Regions from separate parts of the Ovis aries genome. Here region 1 is linked to region 2. A link is a contact called in public Hi-C data. All regions are on one chromosome and are shown on one strand. The core of a region is the stretch at or near the end of the contact, and the rest is flanking DNA. Distances in the headings are between cores, read along the strand shown.

What was found. Hi-C and Micro-C count contacts between places; a contact is called where the count stands out from the background.
Region 1: a contact with region 2 is called in a Hi-C map of muscle, with 5 times the contacts expected there. The contact joins two enhancer-like sites. A contact is called at or near these places in 4 of 16 Hi-C or Micro-C datasets (hypothalamus, muscle, skin fibroblasts and 1 more).

Annotation. Positions count from the first base shown.
Region 1 is chr2:129,956,209-129,958,908 of ARS-UI_Ramb_v3.0, reverse strand. No RefSeq gene overlaps it. Among named protein-coding and RNA genes, the nearest start is that of TRNAS-GGA, 57 kb to the right of the region's middle. Within about 2 kb of position 1,423, at least 17 of the 54 cell types and tissues checked have an H3K27ac peak or open chromatin away from gene starts, as enhancers often do.
Region 2 is chr2:129,207,856-129,210,641 of ARS-UI_Ramb_v3.0, reverse strand. No RefSeq gene overlaps it. Among named protein-coding and RNA genes, the nearest start is that of UBE2E3, 270 kb to the right of the region's middle. Within about 2 kb of position 1,526, at least 3 of the 54 cell types and tissues checked have an H3K27ac peak or open chromatin away from gene starts, as enhancers often do.

The sequences.
Region 1 (2,700 bases), core at 174-2,673, 750 kb before region 2:
TGGAGGAGAAGGGGACGACAGAGGATGAGATGATTGGATGGCATCACTGACTCGATGCACAGGAGTTTGAGTAAGCTCCAGAAGTTGGTGATGGACAGGGAAGCCTGGCATGCTGCAGTCCATGAGGTCGCAAAGAGACGGACTGAACTGAACTAAACCTCCCTTTTAGTGTTAGATATAAAAGAAAAGTCCACTAGATGGCGGTATTGGAATGCAGTCTAATATGTCTCGTCATCTTATGCCTGTATAATACCCTCAGTTTGAAGTCTATTGTAGCTTGTCAATTTGGCTTTCAAATCAGGTCTGTTCCCCCCTGAACTAAATGGATTGGTATGATTTGGTATCTAGGTAATAGACCAGGGAATATTTTCAGAGACCCCCAGGGGACAGTGGGCAAAAACAATGGAGAGACATTTTTTGTCCAATTCTCATTTAGATCACTTCTTTGCCAGTATTTTTGGTTACTGATGCTATGCCACTGATATTTAGGAACAGTCTCTTTTGACCCTGGTTGCTGCTCTAGGTTATGGATACCTCACCCAGTTTGTCTCCTCAGCGGACTGCTGATTTTATTAGATTCCTAACTGTTAAGAATTAAGAGATCTTTGCCAGTTTGTCCAATGCTTCTTCAAGGATGGTCACCGGACCAACAGTATCACTTGGGAATTTGTTAGGAAGGCAGAATCTCAGTGTGCTGTGTGCTAAACTGCTTCAATCCTGACCGGCTCTTTGCAACTCTATGGACTGTGTAAGCCAGTCAGGCTTCTCTGTCCATCGGATTCTCCAGGCTGGAATTCTGGAATAGGTTGCTGTTCCCTTCCCCAGGGGATCCTTCCAACACAGGGATCAAATCTGAGTCTCTTGATCTCCTGCTTTGGCAGGCAGATTCTTTACCACTAGCACCACCTGGGAAGCAGAGATTCTCAAGGCCAAAGCCAAATCTGCTGAATGGGATACTCAGACAGCAGGGCCCAAAGATTTGGACTTTTACAAGCCCTGCAGGTAATTCTAATGCACACTGAGCTTCAGAAACGCTGGGCCAGGTTCTTCTTGGTAAGAAAACTCTCCATTTGGGCTAACCTCTTTCCTGAAAGTCCGTAAAGAACTTTTGAAGGCAGACAGGTGGATGAAGGGAAATTTTGAAGGCGAGCCTGTGTTTCATTTGGCTTACAGAAAGGGCTAGCTCTGCTGTCGCTTCGGGTTTTGCTGTCACTACAGAGCCCTTCCACCGCAGTAATATTTAAGCCTGTGTCTAGCTTGTCATTGATGTGGGAAAGTAGGATTTGCATTCTTTGAGTGACGCCGTAATAAGCCCAGGATGACCGCCAGATGGCAGCCTCGTTCCTACGCAGTCTGTGTTTCCGAAAGGCAGGCTCTGGCTCTTTAGTCAAAGAAAGGCGAAACGGTGGCAGCGGTCGTTTATTGGCGAGGCTGTTTGTCTCTTTCTCTATTGCAGCTGAAGTCAGAGCCCGCGGGGCGGGGCGGGGCGGGCGGTAGGAGGGTGGAGAGGAATTGTGTAGCGTGTCACGGAGCTACTACGTGAGACTGCGATCCACCATTGTACCATTTCACTGAGTAAATGCGGGGAAGGCTGCGAAGGTTCCGCAGGAGGTGAACCGTCGGGTGAAGCTCAGACAAGCGCAGTCAGCTCAGACGGGTGTCTGGAACAGCTCTGTCTTCTGTCCTTTGACGAACGCTCGGTACCTGCACATCCAAAGGACCCAGGGGGAGCTTTTAGATAGATTGATGCCCAGGCTGCACCCCAGACCAGTCCCGTCCCAAGCTCGGGGTAGCTCCCTGCCTTCAGTACAGTTTAAACCTTCCCGGATGATTCAATGTGTATCTGGGTCTGGGGATCACTATATTAAAGACACTGAGCTTAAATTTGTGGCAAAGTTGTTTCAACGGAGAAACCTTGGTTGTTGTCTCATGTCCTAGTATGAATTTAACAGTGGAGGGTTTTTTTTTTTTTTTTTTGTCTTGATGTTCTGTTATTCAAATGGAGAGATCTTGTTATACAAAAGAAAGGCATCACTCCGTGCCCCATCCCCACCCCCGCCCCAATTTCTACTCCCTTTCTCCTTCCTTCTCTGGCTGAAAATCCATGCTTGTGGCTACAAGTTAGGGCCTATTACCGCTACATATAAGGAAAATTTTTACCCAAATTCTATAACCAGTGTTCTGAGTTTAAAATACTCTCATTTCCTTTTGCCGTTGGCCACGTTTTTAGGCGCCCTCAGGCTACAGTCCTTATTTTAAAGGCAATGATAGTAAAAGAAAATTACATCAGACTTGATTAAAGGCTGCTATTTTTATCTCATTAGCTAGTACTGAATAGATGGAATGAAGATATCCTATAATAATTGCTTGCAAAATTCTGTAGAAATACTCGAATATCAAACGCCTCTTGTTCTGAACAAGGTAAGCTTCGTGAAATGTGTGAATATTTCTACTCTATTGTTGACTTTAAAAATATTCACAACCTAAAATATGAGAATTCTCTTTTATTCGGTGGGAAGTTTTAGGACTTCAGACCCTGCAGACAGCATCTTAAGTGACCCTAAGAGAACTGCTCTGAGGAGGAGAGGGGAAAAGCCAGGTTATATAGAAATTTTACAACAAAGGGCAGGTAATCTGACCATCAAAAGATTATTGTTAATTACCAGTCAATCCTAAAGGAAATCAACGCTGAATATTCAT
Region 2 (2,786 bases), core at 277-2,776:
CACGTTCTTATGTTTAGGTTTTATTTGCATGACACCAAAGTGTGAGTCAGTTGGCTCATTGCATTTTGCATACATCGCGCATAATGAATACTAAAGTGAAGATTTTCTTTTCACATGAGTAAAACTGAAAACGTTTTTCTCTGCCAAATCTGCTTTGATGAAAAACAGAAACCTAAAATGTTGGGCAGTATATGGTAAAGTAATCTTTCCACAATCCAATCTTCTGAGCCATGGGAGACTTTGTTTCTTGCCTTTTTTATGTTATACATACTTCAATATTCTTTAAATTTGACAAGTGAGATAAAAGAAAACCATACTCAAATTCTCTAATTTAATCAAAGTGTGAGGTGCAACATTTGCGTATGTATGTTTGTGTATTTGTGTAGGTACGATTGCCATATGATTTTGTACTTTATAAAATATGCTATATATGTTGCCTTATAATAATTCAGACCTATTCTTAAAAATGTAGAAAAAAGAAATAATTATAAAGGTAGAAAACTGAAATAGCCCCAAATCTTAATAGGGATAGCACATCAAAAAAAAAATAATAATAACACTTTTCTTATGCTAAGCTCTTGTCAGCCTCTGTCTATTCTCACTTCCTTCCATGTCTTGTTTTCACTCTTTTCAGTTTACAATATGTTTTAATATCTAGTATTGCAGATATAGCCCTCATTACTTTAAATGGAATTACATTGCCTCTCTGGAATAATATGTGAGAGAACTTTGTGGCACATCCTGTGTACAGGGGAACAATCTTCCTGGGGGTTTTCTTTTGCTTTAGCATCCCAATTCAGAAACTCAGCCTGTTCAGTTTCTTCTTGGAGAAACACCCTCCACTGTGTTTTTCATCTGCTTGCTGATTTGCTTGTTGTGGCCCCTCCTCAATGACACTGCCCTACCTTCACCAAATTATGAGCTGTTCAGGTTTTCTCAAATTATTGCCCAGATGTTCCACACTTTCACAAGAAGGCGAACATAAACCTCTTTAATGAGTCCCCCTGCATAGCTCTAGAAGAAAGTTCCCAAGTTTAGGGTCCAGAGATAGTAGCCTTCAAATTTTCCAGCATGGATGTAAATCATGGTTGGCAGAATAACAGCCCCTCAAAGGTGTCCATGTACCAGGAATCTCTGAATATGTTACCTTGCGTAGCAAACGTCACTTTGAAGATCTGATTAAGTTCAGAACCTTGAGATGGGGAACTTATCCTAGGTTAACCAGGTGACTCCAACTTAATTTATGTGTGCTTACAAGTAAAAAAGCTTCTATTATGGAACTCAGGTTTGGTTGTCTACTGCTCAAGTCAGTAATTCAAGAGGCAAGTGTCAGTAGAAAGGAAAGGCATTTTAATCAGAAAAGCCAGCAACCTAGAGAAGGTGGGCTCATGTCCAGAGAGCAACTCCAAAGATTCTGCTCAGCCATGAGTTATTAAAGGGAAAAATAGAGAGGAGGGTGGCAAATCTCAGTGAGTCATTGAGGCAGGATGTTGGGATCTGAGTCATTCTCCATTGTGTGAAGACTGGCTTACTCTGTCTTCGTATGTTATATTTCCCAAGTGATCTGCTTACAGGATTCCTTAGGTGGGTGTTGGGAGCAGAAAGCCAGTCATTTTTTTATGACTTAATTCTTCTTTCCATACTTCTTTTTATCTAGGAAAAAACTGACAGGTTAGGTAAGGCATGGCGTGCATTCAGGAAAACAGAAGTCAGGAGTTAGTTTCAATTGCTCAATGACCTAATGCCTATAATTAGGTTCTTGTAAGGTTAGAGGGGAACAGAAATGGGCAAACAGGAAAGGGGCAAAAAGCTGTTTTCATTTTCACAGCTGTGGTCAGAGGAAGATGAGACTAGGAAAATGACTCAAAGAATGCTTTGAAGACAGAGGAAGGTGCCTTAAGCCAAGCAATGTGAGAGTTCTCTAGAAGCTGGAAAAAGGCAAGGGATCAAATTCTCTCAGCGTATGCAGGAAGAAACGTGGCTCTGCCAGCACCTCGATTTTACCCCAGTGAGACCTGTATGAGATTTCTGATTTATAGCACTGTAGATAATTAGGTTTGTGTTGTTTTAAGCTCTTAAGTTTGTGGTTATTTGTTACAGCAGCAATGGAAAATTAATACCCAGGTGTCTTCAAGGTTTGTTGTTGTGGTTGTTGTTGTTGTTGTTGTTGTGTGTGTTTCAATTATCATATTGGACCTTTCCCTGGGATTACTGGGGAAAAGAGGAGGTGCAAGGGAGTTAGATACTTGTACTCTTTGCCCACAGTACCAAAAAGTTCTGTAGTGGGAGCTTTTAGAGAAGGAGGGAGGGAGAGGAAAAGGAAGTGTTGCAGGAAGGGGGACCCTTTCCAGGGCCCAAAACTGGGCTCTTGTCTAACACTTGGACATGAATTGTCCGAGGAGACACGTGCTCACAAAGCAAGAGATTTTATTGGGAAAGGGCACCTGGGTGGAGAGCAGTAGGGTAAAGCCAGGAGAACTGCTCTGCCATGTGGCTTGCAGTCTCGGGTTTTATGGTGATGGGATTAGTTTCCGGGTGGTCTTTGGCCAATCATTCTAATTCAGAGTCTTTCCTGGTGGTGCACGCATCGCTCAGCCAAGATGGATACTGGCTAGAGGGATTCTGGGAAGTAGACGGACATGCGGTGTTTCCTTTCCACCTTTCCTGAGCTCTTCCAGCTGGTGGTGGCATATTAGTTCCATATTCCTTATCAGGATCTCCTGTCATAAAACAACTCATGCAAATGGTTACTATGGTGCCTGGCCAGGGTGGGCGGCTTCAATCAG